Regions from separate parts of the Mus musculus genome. Here all the other regions are linked to region 3. A link is a contact called in public promoter capture Hi-C data. All regions are on one chromosome and are shown on one strand. The core of a region is the stretch at or near the end of the contact, and the rest is flanking DNA. Distances in the headings are between cores, read along the strand shown.

Region 1 (3,147 bases), core at 53-2,552, 600 kb after region 3:
TCCCAACACGAGAGGCAGAGGCAGGTGGATCTTAAGGCCAGTCTGGTCGACTGAGTGAGTTCCAGGACAGCCAGAGCTACACAGAGAAACCCTGTCTTGAAAAACAACAACAAAACCACCACTACCACCAAAAAGGTTTAGATTCCTAGACCAGATTTTTTTGTTTTGCTTTTGAGTCAAGAATTCACACTGTACAGACCAGACTGGCCTTGAACCCACCTGGCTCTTACAGGATTAAGGGAGTGCTCCACCACGCCTGCATTATCTAAGGAGTAGGAATCCTGATCGCTCATCTTTAGATAACGTCAAAGTAATTTAATATTGCACTGTTTTGTTTTTTTCTATTCTCCTGCTCCAGTTTCTCAAACTCAGAGATTACAGGCATCATAAATTTCAAGACCAACTTTATGTGCTGGCTTTATAACAAGTCTCAGCCTCCTAGCGATCTGGCAATAAAGTCTGTGTCGCCTGGTCCAGAGCCACTCTTCTCATAGGGAGTTTGATTTTGGAAGAAACATTAGACATTTCCTTTTAGAAACCTCAAGCCGACCTGGGAAAACAATCGGAAACGCTATGTAGTTCTCTTTATTTAGGATTTAGAAAGGAAAAGCTTCTATGCGAACCTTAGGAATCAACACTAACCAGGGTTTAGACAAGATGGTGGCTTGTATCGGATAGCTCTGGATACTGAAACTATAGCGCACAAGTTGTGTAAAGTACCGAAGCCGGGATGGTTGTAATCCGACCACACTAGCGTGAGAGCAGAGTCTCCCACGGAAAGCAGTCTCTTGAGCACGTGCAGAGCTGGGACAGCGATTCGGAGAAGAGCCACACACCTAACTAGAAAGGTTCTCAGAAACGTGTTTGTGAGTTGTTCAATTCCAGTTAAAGCCGAGGTGTGGCGCCTGCTCAGACGCATGCGTTCTTGACGCCGCAAGCAGCACAGTGGCGTGGTCTTTTCAACACCCCGCGTAGGGACGACGTCTGAGGTGGAAGGGGCGTTTAGGATTCCTAACACGCATGCGTTGAGACCCAGGCGTTTCCTTCGGAGGGTGTGGAGTGCAGGGTTCTGTATTGCGCAGCCGCAAGGGTTGCCCGGTAGAGCGAGCTGTCGCTCAAGGGGAGGGAAGAAGAGGTTGAAGGGATTTAAAAAAAAAAAAAAAAAACCCGGTGCGCCTGCGCATTGCCGACTGGTTGGAAGCACTACGGACTGGAAAGGGGCGGGGTCACGTGTGTGCGTCATCCGATGGGTAGGTGGGAGAGAGGGTGGAGATCGGGGAGGGTCCATGCGCTTGCGCAGTGCGGGGGTGGAAGGTGGTGGAGCTACCTAGCACGCTTGCGCGGCTGTCATAGGGCTGCTTGGTTGGTCAGTGGGGAGTCGGCGCCTGCGTACTAAGACCCGTGTGCAGCAGCGGCGGCGGCGCTAGAGGCGGCGGCGGCGGCGGCGGCAGCACAGTAGCGGGTTCGGAGGCAGCAGTTGGGCTCGCGGCGAGCGGACCAGGTCAAGTCAGTGCGTTCGCGCGAGGTGAGAGCGGGCAGGGCGCGCCTGCGCGTAACCTCGGTTTGAGCTACGAACGAGAGACGGAACTACGCGGGGGTCGGGGAGGGGGGCAGAAGGGAGCGGCGGCTGTCGCCGCACGGGTTCGGTGAGGGAGCGGCGCGAGGTGCGGAGAGGCGGGTGCAGGGCCCGGTTGGCGCGAGGGGTGACGGTTGGGGCCGGCCGGGTGACGTTGGAGCGACGCAGGGCGGGGGACGGCGAGCCGCGAGGCCGCCACGCGGGAGAGGCCGCCAGGCGGCCACGCCGGGGCGAGGGCCCGGGGCCAGATCGGCCCAGACAGGGCAAAGGCTCCTGTGCGGTTGAGGACCGGCGCTGCGCGGCCACGTGAGGTGGGGGAGGGGGCTGTTAGGTGAGGGCATGTGGAGGGGGTTGGCGGCCGGCGGGGGGAGGGGAGGCGGCATGGTCCTGGCCTGGCGCAGCTTTGGGGCAGGGGCAGCCGTAGCACCGGAAGTGTTCCCCATTGGAGGCTGCCCTCGGGGTCCGAGGCCATGCGGCCGAACGTTGACCGGGGCCGCATGGCTGCACGGGGACCCCTCCCCCCTGGCCCGGGCCACCGGAAGCCCCGGGCGACCACATGGTGGGCGCGAGCCGGCAACCCTCAGCGCAAGGAGCTCTGGTCTTTTTTGGGTTTCTCCGGAGCCTTGGATTTTGGCGTGCGGGAGAGACCCTACCCTTGGGTCTCACTCATCCCGCAGGGCCCGTTGCAGGCATATGTTAGTGTTCCCCAGCCTCATGGGCCTCTGGAGCTCATCCCTCAGTCTTCATATGAAGTGAGACGTCCAGCCAGATGTAAGTGGTACTGCTTTGCTGGGGAAACCGGGAAAAGTGGGGAAACTGAGGGCGATTGGACTGATGCCCAACTCTTTCTCGGCCCATGCCGACAGCGCCTGAAAGTAGTGAGCTTCTAGTTCCCCTGCGGTGATCTTCGATCTTCACCATGCCAGTGCCTTCCCTGTCGTGTTTTGTTTGGGAGTTACTGTGTTTTAAAGTCCTTTACTCTGCCAGCCTAGTACGATTTCTATTACTACTACGAATCTTTTGCTTTCATTTTATTGTCATTCACCACCCCTCACTTTCTACTGACTGTACAGGCTGGGCCTGAAAAGCCGACAGGACTGGTGCATCCTGGGAAAAGTGGGAGGGCCATCGACAAAAGGCTGAGTTCCCTTCGGGAACTGAGATCGAAATGTTTGGCAGTGGGATCCTTTAGGAAACTACTTTCTCTCCCTTGACTGCATCTGCAAGTGCACGTTGGAGGCGGGAATCCCCCAAAGAGGCCTTGTGGTTTCCTGTACCAATGACTGGCTTGTGTGTGGACAGGGTGGGGGGGTGGTGTAACAACTGGGTGGGGCCTTGTCCTCCGTCTCCACCCCTCCATTAGCCCCGCCCTTCAGCTGGCTCATTGCTGCTCACCTAATTATAGTCCTGGCAGAGTGTGGGGAAGAGGGGGTGGTTGGTTTCAGTGGCGAGTAACACCTGAGTCCTACTCGCTCCCGGGAAGTAGCCCTTTCCTCATCTCTGGGATTTGGCATCCCAACTCCCAGGAGGCTTCCTTTCCCTAGCCACAACTTTAGATGTCATTGTGGGGG
Region 2 (3,247 bases), core at 228-2,727, 900 kb after region 3:
GCCAGGCGGAACTGGGAGCAACCCTTATTCAGGGCAACCTGTAGAAGACATACGCTTACTGCACAGGGCTCAAAAACTAATGGCTGGCACACACCTTTAATCCCAGCACCTTTAATTCCTGCAGAGGCAGGCAGACCTCTGAGTTGGAGGCCAGCCTGGTCTACAGAGCAAGTTCTAGGACAATCAGGACTACACAGAGAAACCCTGTCTTGAACAACAAACAATAAAAAGAAAAATCTTTCTCATCCCCCTCATTCAACCTCGACACTCCCACTTACGTGACTGATTGATTGATTGATTGATTGATGGTTTGGCTGACTGGCTGGCTTTCGTTTGGGGGCGGTAACTAGTTTGTAAGCCCCACCCCTTTGCTCACCTCAGCCACCTTTTTGATTATTTTGGTACCAATCCCTTGACCTATAGTGGAGAAAGGGACAGGAAGGACTATTATTTGAGTTGAAAGGGTATCAAAGGAAACTATAATCTGAGGTTGGGGTAATGGGATAGGTCTGAGGACTGTTCATTGGGTCTGTGGGCATTCTGTCCATCCTTAGCCCCAGCCAGTACCCCGATATTGCGGCATCACATAGATGTCTTCCAGATAAACGTTTCGTCCGGTCCATGTGCTATAGATGAAGTAGTACAGCCCATAGCCCACCACAAGGGACCCTGAAAATGAGAGAGAAGAGTGAGGCTTTTGGGAGGAAAAACACGGAGGATAACTGCAGGCTTCCTTACCTTGTGACTCCCCAGGTGCTGGGATAATCTCTGCCACCAAACAGTGAAAGAAAGGGTTCTCTCCAAAGCCATCTGCTCGCAGAGCTATAAAGATTGGAGGTATGACAAAAAAGGCAGAGATGGGCCGGGAAAAACCGGAACTTGGAGTAAAGCCCAGTCCAGTAGTTACGATCTTAGGACTCCATCCTTCCACCCCATCACCCGCCCCCCATCTCAATCAGGACCCAGGTGCACAGCCTCACCCACCTTCTTCACTGATCTTCACCTGATGGGACAGTTTCTCGAACTCTGCCAGTTCCTATAACAGGGGTACCAAAACAACATTAAGGCAGGAAGGTCCTGATCTCTGAGAACAGGGTCCAAAGGTGCACCCTCATTTCTGACTCCCCAACTCCAGCCAAACTGCTCCCAGCCCCCCACCCCCACCCCGCACTGTTTTTCCAAACCGCAGTCTTTACCCGGATCATCCTCATAATGTCTCCACAATCGCTCTCCCTGGCCTCTCGGATTCGCGTGGAAGCCATTCCGAGCCTCACTGTCAAAAATCAAAGATCACAGACAACTCCCACGTTTGCAGAACCGCGGAGGTCTGGTCTCAAAGCTCAGGTCTCAAAGTGCTGGGAGCGAGGGGCAGAAGAAATGCTAGAAGCTTCTAGACAAGATTCTGGCACCAACCGGTCTCAGCTGGGAGGATTAGCCGGCCTGGTGGTCTCTTCTGCCAGAAAAGGCCTTAAATTCTGAGCCCCCTCCGGGCCTCCCTGCAGCCAATCAGCTTGCTGCTTACGACCATTTCCCCACCCCCACCCCCTGGTCCCGCCTCGCCTCGCTGTCCAGTGACTGGACTCTGCGCCGGACTACTTAAGCTTCCTGTTTGTTTGTTTATTTTTTGTATTTTGTATTTTATTTATTTATTTTGGTTTTTCGAGACAGGGTTTCTCTGTGTAGCCTTGGCTATCCAGTCTGTGTCGTACATACCTCAAGCTTAAAAGTCCTCCCCTACCCTGCTTTAGTTAGAGTACACTCCAGTTAGCTGCTTTAGTTTTCACTCTTAGCCGTCTAATCACTGGGGCATCCCCGACCCTGAGGGAGCCCAAGACCCCCGACCGGTTCCTGTAGCTGTCTTTGGTAGTGGAAGCCCTGTGCTATGCCTCTGGCAGCTTTTCCTCCTTCCCTTCTTTGGTTCTAGGCATTAAATCCAGTACTCAGGACATGCTGAAAAAAGCCCTACACTTGATTCCTATAGCTGTTTTGTGGCTCATAATGGTGTCCTCAAAGGGACAGTTGTGTTTTGACGTTTCCTCATTAGGTTCTGTTAACAAATCCCTGTAATTAACAGTAACAGCAGGTCCCTTATTCTTTTTTCTCCTTTATATCTGATAGGGTTTGTTGTTGTTGTTGTTGTTTTGTGGTTTTTTTGTTTGTTTGTTTTTTGTTTTTGAGAGGCTGGCCTCGAACTCAGAAATCCACCTGCCTCTGCCTCCCAAGTGCTAGGATTAAAGGCGTGCGCCACCAAGCCAGGCCTGATAGGGTTTTCAGGGAGTGGAAGATTTTCCTGGATATGTAGCCCAGGCTAGGCTCAAATTTGCTGTGTAGCCAAGGATGATCTAGAACTACTGATTTTCCTGCCTCTACCTCCCCAGTGCTGGGATTATGTATATCACTATATCTGACTTAGCCTCAAACCTTTGATGTTCTGGGCTCAATACCCCTTTGTTCTCCAGTAGCAACTGGGGCTACAATCTTGTGCCACCGTGTCCACCTCTTTTTTTGCTTTGTTTTTGTTTTTGTTTTTTTGAGACAAAGAGTCTCACTCTAACACCCATGCTGGCCTGAAACTCATGATACAGCTGAGGCTCTCCTCAAACTCAAAGCAGCCTCTTATCTCTTACAACTTCTCCAGTGTCAAGTGTTTGGGTTGTCGGTGTGAGCACCACGCCCACTCAGCCTTGAGTTCTTATTTTATTTTCAGTGAGTGAGTGTGCTGTCTGTGCAGTTGTGCTTGCTGGTGCATGCGAATTCTCGGGGAGCAAGAAGTCTAGGTTGAATCTCTTCTTCAGTTACTCTGAGAAAGAGAGAGAGAGAGAGAGAGAGAGAGAGAGAGAAAGAGAGAGAGAGGCCTTCCACCAAGAAGCCTGGAGCTCAGCAGTCAATCCTGCTAGGCAGGCTGGCCTCTGTACCCTCTACTGCTCCATCTTCCCCAGCGCTAGGGTCAAAGGTGTGTGCCACTCAGTCCAGGTGGATTGTAGGTGTGGGCCATCCAAACTTACAGCTTCCTGTTTGCACAGCAAGCTCTCTACTCTGGAGTTCTTTCCCCAACCAAGTCTTGAACTCTGGATCTGAGCCTCAGTAGCTTTGATTACATTCCCTCCCCCCACCTCTACCCCGCTACATCTGTTTTTGTTTGTTTGTTTGTTTGTTTTTGTGTGTGTGGGTATGGAGTGTTTGTGCCTGCACTGTATATATGTCCACCACGTTTGTCTCAGGATCCCTCAGGGGATAGGAGAGGATG
Region 3 (3,306 bases), core at 636-3,135:
GGAAATGCTTTATGTCTTTCACATTCACTAGTACGGAAGTGACCAAGGAGACCTTTGTGGAGTGCCTGTTTGGTGAGAGGCATGGTGCACGGGCTTTAGGTTGGAGACAGAACACAGAAATAAATGTACTTTTGGTGGAGGGAAGTAGCACTCAGGCGGGACATGCTGCGTTGGCTGTGTGGAGGGCAGATCTGGACTGAGACTTGGTAAGCGCTGGCAACTGAAGCCATGGAGCAGCTGAAATGAGCTCAGGGGAATATGAGTCCTTCAGATGCAAAGAGCAGGGATAACAGGTCTTCCCACACCCTCCCCCAGCCCTTAAGCTAGCTCTCCAGTTATCATACATAACGCCGGATGTCGACAGCTACTAAAGCATTCTTTATTCTTCATTGCTTCTTCCAGCTTCCAGAGGCTGAAGATGAGAGGATCTCACACATCACTGAGACTGCCCTGCTGGGGGTGGGCCTTAACTGTGGTGACTTCACTAAAGAGGACCGCTAGCTACTCTCAGGCCGCCGGTAACCCTGAGTATGTACATCCCTTCCCAGAAATGCCTTTCTGGTCGGTCTCTTGATGCCGCGGCCATCAAGCCAGCTGGAGCAGGCCGTGGCCGGCCAGCAGGCCCTGGGTACGATTGTACACATCCTCCAGGACGCCGGCGGCCCGGGCCAGAGCAACCCGCGCGTCCGCCTCTCCTGTTCCGGGACACGCCAGCTGGAGCAGGCGACCGCGACTCGGGAGGGCCAAGATCGCCAGGCGAGCGGCCTGACGGATAAGCCATGGATGGTGCGGGGCCAGGGCGGTGCTGTAGGCTTCCCCGCACTGCGTGCCCGCATCTGGACCTCCAAGCGTCCCTGTCGCCACCCTGTGGAGGCAGAGCTGGGACCAGCGCAGCGCGCGATGCAACAAAAGTAGCGTTCGAGAGCCCGAGGACCCGGCTGAATGCCCAGGTTCGGTTCCCGGGCGCTGTAGCAATCCTGCTCCCCGCTCCCATGTGATCATAGTCATCAGCGATGTGTAGTGTGAAGCATTGGGGCCGTGCACACGAGCCTCGAGGTCGGTCACCTTGTTGAAGGCCTCGCTGGTGGCAAAGGCGAAGACAGTGCCAAGGGGAGTTAGGAACCTGTTTGGTGGTGGAAGTGGGGAGATGACTTGCGAAACCACAGAATCATTTGGAGGAAGATGGGCTTGGGGAAGGGAGACCACTCACCTAAGTAGTTCTCTCCATCCTGCCAGATACTGAGACAACGCCACATCCCCTTCAGGGCTCATACAGGCCAGGAAGGGGCTCACCATGCGACCCAGCGCCCCATGAGGCCCTAGACAGGGAAGCTCTTCCTTCTCTGGGACCACTAGGGGTCTGGCCGCTGGGCCAGTCTGGGAGATAGATATAAGAGATACATGAAAAGTTCCTAGCCTGCTAGGCCTACTTAGCCACTGTTGGGCCCTGAAGAATGTCCCTCAGGTTTAGCTGGGGTTCCTCCTGGTTATTCTTGACATCTGAAGGGGGGAGGGAACAGAGAGGGAGGAGCCTCCTTTCATTCGATTCTCAGTCTGGTTCCCCTGTTTCTTTGTTGCAGAGTCCCCAGACTCTGGCCTTAAAACTCAAACATACCTGGGAAGGTAGCGGTCTCTCTGGATTGCAGGACTGCACCCCTGCCGGGAAACTAAGCAGGGAGCCGAGGACTGGAGAAGGAGAAGGGAGTTTGAGTCCCCGCAGGCCGGACTGCTGGGTTCTCTGAGCTGGTAAGGGGAAGGGCCACTCATAGAAGAACCATATACTGATGTAAAGAAGTAACAGCGTTAAGATAGCGAAGGGAATTGCATGGCGGAACCAGCGTCCCAGGGCTGGGGACAGTGAGACCCCCATGACCATCGCTGGTGCACCTCACCTAGCTAGTTGGTGGCCTTTCCCTTCCCGTGGTGTCCAGAGGTGCAGAGAGTTAATAATTAATCTATTAAGGACCCCTCCCTTGTGTCCTTTGCCCTAGAGGTCAGATCCTAGGGTGAGAGACATAATGACGATTTGGGGGACATAATATGTGACCTGTCTCTGCATTGCCTTTACCTGTGGGGCTAGCTTGTCGTAAGAGGCAGCGTCTTGTGGGTTCTCCTTAAATCTGGACACGAATCCACTGTAAGCTGCAGATAATGGGCCTTTGTAAATCTCATGTGAGGATCAATTGATAACGCATGTGAAAGCATTCCAAGTGGAAAGCTGACCACAGTTGCCCAATACGTCTTACTTGTTAAGGCTCGAGGATGGGGCTTTAGGCTCTCTCTCTCTCTTTTTTTTTTTTTTACATTCTTGCCGAGAGGTCTGGAAACCTTGGGAATAAAAATTTCAATTCCCCAGGAAGCTTACTGGGCTTCTCTGAAGGAGCCACTGACAAAGAACCTTTAGCCAATGATGGCCTGAGTTAGGGAGGATAAGGCTGTAGCTGAGTCTGCTTGTGAGACTCCTGGCTGAAGAAGATAACAAAGCCAGAACTGAGCTGGCTTCCAAAAATCTTCAGGGTCTCACCAATTATAATAGAACTAACCTAGCACCTAATGAAAATGGTACTAATGTTACTGCTTTGACCCTTACCAATCATATTAGAGGTTACCTAGTCCTTCTGGGAAATTCCCCTAGACCTGCCTAAAAGGATGTCTTGCAAGCCCCTCAAGTCATTGCCATTTTGTTGTGACCCCTGCATGCTGGTAATTTCTGCAGAATAGACGCTCTTTGCCTTTGCACACTATTTGAGTCTGGGGCCTTCCATCAGTGATTCTTGGACATTATAATTTAATTTTTTGAGCTTCACTTTAGCGTTTCATTCATTAAATCAGTCATTACTTTCCTATGGCAGGCCCTACACTAGACCCCCAGAATACAAAAGTATTTTCATAGCTGGGCACAGTAGCTCAGGTCTTCATGTAACCTTAGGTATTTGGGAGGCTGAGATAGGAATATCAAAAGTTCAAGGCCAGCCTGGATAACTTATCTAGACTCTGTCTTAACATGCTTTATAAAAAGGGACACTCCAACTCTAGTGATAATGTTTAGGCCCAGCATCTGACATACCATTGTAGGTTTCCCTGTAATACAGACTCTAACAAGAAATGGCTATCCAGAACCCCTGTTAATCTTTATTCCAAGAAACTTAGAAAAGCACCCAAATCCACACATGGTGCGTGCCCAGGCAGACTTTGAGGAGTTTGTGCTCTGAGAACTAAAGTCCTAGGGAACCTGCCTAAAACAACAACAACAATGGGTGACCCCACCTGTGCTAAATATGCCCATGACAGGATCTGGCATTCTTT
Region 4 (3,311 bases), core at 51-2,550, 620 kb after region 3:
CACTACCCAGGAGCCTCCCTTCAGCCCGGTGGCACTGCTCGGGAAGTCCAACACACTGGGATCCAGTGCTGTCACTCCAATCTCAATGGAGCCACTCCAGGAGTTGACCTATGAGAGGGTGGTGGACAGAGTTTCTGTATGAAATCCCATCACCAGAGGCCACATTCCAGAGCACCGTGTGCCTCTCACCCTGTCCTCTGAGGCCACTGACATAGACACACAAATAATTTTTGGAACTAGCCTCCATAACTACCAGGACCCACTGGCTCTCAGCATCTGTGTCTGCTGACACGTGTTTTAGCACATCACCCCCTCTACCCACTGAACAAGCTGGTTAAAGGCCCTGGTTTTAACCCGATCTCCTCTTACTTCCCAGTCTCTGTAGCTCCTCAGCCACTCCAATCCCATGCTTCTTAGGTCCACAATGCTCGCTCTCCTACATCACTCTCATTCCCAACCCCAATACTCTAGTAGGGCAAAGCTCCACCCAAATTCATTCTCTTCTCTTTCCAAATTCGTTTTGGAGTCAAGCAAGTCACATACACTCCCTTTTTCGCATGTCTCCTCATCTATCTTTCTGGTTTGGGACGTTTGTCAACAGTTTGCGCTTTTTATTATTTCTCTACTCTTCCATCTCGGGCACCTGTCAGTCTTCCATCCCTAAGAGATTGTGCTAGACGTGTTCACTAGCCATTCTAACCACCGGACCCTGGCTCCCTGTCCTGCGGGAAACGAATGCTCCTTCAGAATGAATGTGTCTGCTCCGTGTCCTTCTCCTTTCTCTTCCCCGGTGCACTACAGTGTGCCGGCTCGCTATCGGTACCTGGAGGCTCGGTTGGAGATGCAGACCTTCTGGCAGTCCTACCGCTTCTCCCTCCCGTCCCCTCCCACTCCCCTCCACACCTCGTTTCAGCTGCCCCGGCTTTGCACCTTGCGGTCGATGCGGACGGTGAAGACGCGTCCATCGCGCAAGGGTTCTCGGCTCAGCACCAGCCCGTGGTTAAACTCTTGGCCCGGCTGCTGCCGCCGCGCCGTGCGCCCGCAGGCCGACAGGCTGACCAAGCGCCCGGTGCGCGGGTGCAGCTCCCCGCCACCGCCGAGACCCCCGCCGGACCCCAGGCCTGGTCCGCTGCTGCCAGGGCCCCCACCCCCGCCGGGCCCCGGTCCTGGCCCGGGGCCCGCCCCAGAGCCCCCACTCCCACCCGACCCCGCCGCCATCGCCGCTGATACCGCGGCCGCGCGACAGCCGCGCTTGGCGGCACCGTGGCAACCGCGGCGGCCAGACGCCCTGGGGGAATACGGCCGGGGGGCTGGGGCCTGGTGTGCTTTACGGCACTGAAGCGTCCGCAGCTAAGGAACCGAGGTCTCTCACGAGGGGAACGGAAGGACGACGGGGTCGGGGGACTGCTTTACGGCCCAGCGGGACGACAGAGGCTACGAGAGCCGGGAAGATTTGGGCTGCTTTTGCGACAGTGGATGGCAGAATCGCCCGCCGCAGGCGTCTTTGCGACGAAGGCGTGCTGGCGCCCAGATACACTTTGCGACGTCGCCCGGCGCCTTGGACCCAACCCTTGTTAGGGAAAAGCGACATATTAGAGCATTCGCCTTAACGCAAGGGCTGGTGGCTTCCCCTAACACCGCACGCTTTAAGGCGATGGAAGTAAACGCTATCTTCGGGACAGAGAAAAAGTAGTTTTATAAATCCAAGTCTCAGCCCTTCACAGTGCCGAGGCCGGAAATGTCGCAATCCGATCACGCATCACACCTCTCCTTGACCCAGTCTCGCACCTCACCCCGCTCCGGCCCCACAGACTTTGCATCACACCTCTCCTACCCGCACACATTTCAAGGCCAACTTGAGCTCTGTGCCAATGAAACTCTTAAATCTTAAAAGTTACTAATAAAAATCCTAGCGGTGTCCCGTTGGGTAATCTCAAGGGACAGAGCGGACACCTCTGAGAGGTTACCTGAGAGCTATTAACAGAACCCAGCCCTACTCAGGCTCTCCCTGGTGTTGCGGGGCTGTGACATCACAAGGCTCCTCACCGCTGGCCAGGCCCCTTGACTGTGATTGGTTGATTCGGAGAAGGGCGGTGATGGAGAAGGGCGGGAACAAATTACAGAGACAAAGAAAGTCTTGGGGTGTAACAATAAGGGAAGGGTGTGCGGAGGAACTCCCAGGCTGAAGTCTGATAGTCGACCTTTCACCTGCCTCAGCGCCAGGGAGAAGAGGCAGAGGAGGTCCGGTCTGACCCGGAGCCCCCAGCGCCCACCGCCCGCCGCGATGGGGGCAGGGCCAACGGGCAGGGCTATGTGCAGCTAGAAGGGTAGGCAGTGGAATTGAAGTGGTTACCAAGTTGAGCTATGGAGAAGCCGGAGTCTCTCGCACCTGTTAGTGGCCTCAGTGCAGAATCCCCTGGGGGGGTTTCTAGGGCAGTACCTGGCAGTGCCAGAGGTATGCAAACAGACACCGGATTACCCCCCGGAGTAGCCTTGCTTCGCGGTCCTGGCTCCCTCTTGCATTCCGGGAACCCTGTAGTCCGCAGTCCTGGTCCAATTCAGCCCTCTGAAGGGGCAGTGACCCTCAATTCAGGACCCGCTCCGCAACTTCAGGAGGTTGCAAGCCTTGGGTCCAGCACATCCCCTGGCACTGGAACTGGTGCAACTAAGGCGTCCACCCCCGGGCCGGAGGAGGCTAAAGTGTACAGCTCGGAGAGTAGTACACACTCCGGGACATCTTTCACGGAGCGGCCTCGGAGCATCCTAAAAAACAGCAGCTCCATTTTGATAAAGAAACCCCCCGGTTCGGAGAAGTAAGCAACTCAGCTGGTTTTTTTTTTTTTTTTGTTTTTTTGTTTTTTTTTTTTTTAATGGTTTTAGAGCTTTATTGTAGAAAGGCAGGGGGAAAGAGCGAGGGAAGGAGGGCTAGAGAGTAAGAAAGGTGAGAGCTTAAATAGCAGCAACTCAGCTTTTAGCCAGCAGCCCTGAGACGGGAGGGAGGGAGGAGTTCAGGACACCTTGAGCTGAAGCCAAGAAAAAAACAGAGTCCCAAGGCCCTGGTTAGGGAGAGGTGGTGAGGTCAAATAGGTTGGAAATCTGAAGTTCCATGACTTGGAGAGGGCAGCAGGTGTCACAGGAATCCTGGCCACACAGCACTGATTATCACTGGGTATCTGGCTCCCATCCTAGCCTCTACGAGGGAATATAAGAAGAATTTTTTGAATGCCGGGAAGAATGAAGGAGACCTCTCTGTTAGGAGAGGGTCGCCAGAAGAGCTTCCTCCTTTGCTCCTTCCCTCACCTTAGGAAGTC

The links. Promoter capture Hi-C pulls out the DNA fragments that hold promoters and counts their contacts.
Region 1: a contact with region 3 is called in a promoter capture Hi-C map of liver, with 2.6 times the contacts expected there. The contact joins the promoter of Eif5a here to the promoter of Gltpd2 in region 3. A contact is called at or near these places in 2 of 39 promoter capture datasets (both in liver), 1 of 484 Hi-C or Micro-C datasets (liver), 2 of 115 datasets of contacts at active chromatin or transcription factors (bone marrow-derived macrophages and microglia) and 1 of 9 other capture datasets (pancreatic islet).
Region 2: a promoter capture Hi-C map of liver shows a contact between it and region 3, with 2.1 times the contacts expected there. The contact joins the promoter of Sat2 here to the promoter of Gltpd2 in region 3. A contact is called at or near these places in 1 of 39 promoter capture datasets (liver) and 1 of 9 other capture datasets (adipose tissue).
Region 4: a promoter capture Hi-C map of liver shows a contact between it and region 3, with 2.1 times the contacts expected there. The contact joins the promoter of Neurl4 here to the promoter of Gltpd2 in region 3. A contact is called at or near these places in 3 of 39 promoter capture datasets (the C10 cell line and liver), 2 of 115 datasets of contacts at active chromatin or transcription factors (bone marrow-derived macrophages and memory CD8 T cells) and 2 of 9 other capture datasets (adipose tissue and liver).

The regions. Positions count from the first base shown.
Region 1 is chr11:69,919,541-69,922,687 of GRCm38.p6, reverse strand. Eif5a (eukaryotic translation initiation factor 5A) reads left to right here and starts at 1,302. Exons shown (of 6, transcript NM_181582.4): 1 at 1,302-1,525.
Region 2 is chr11:69,620,282-69,623,528 of GRCm38.p6, reverse strand. Sat2 (spermidine/spermine N1-acetyl transferase 2) reads right to left here and starts at 1,477. Exons shown (of 6, transcript NM_026991.3): 1 at 1,197-1,477; 2 at 985-1,036; 3 at 739-822; 4 at 568-669; 5 at 377-417; 6 at 1-38. The coding sequence starts at 1,262.
Region 3 is chr11:70,517,788-70,521,093 of GRCm38.p6, reverse strand. Gltpd2 (glycolipid transfer protein domain containing 2) reads right to left here and starts at 1,885. Exons shown (of 3, transcript NM_146020.1): 1 at 1,616-1,885; 2 at 1,211-1,377; 3 at 358-1,123. The coding sequence starts at 1,876. The coding sequence ends at 586.
Region 4 is chr11:69,899,805-69,903,115 of GRCm38.p6, reverse strand. It overlaps Neurl4 (neuralized E3 ubiquitin protein ligase 4), which reads right to left and starts at 1,300. Exons shown (of 29, transcript NM_001013414.3): 1 at 931-1,300; 2 at 1-108. The coding sequence starts at 1,218. 2810408A11Rik (RIKEN cDNA 2810408A11 gene) reads left to right here and starts at 2,202. Exons shown (of 9, transcript NM_001382461.1): 1 at 2,202-2,813; 2 at 3,306-3,311. The coding sequence starts at 2,365.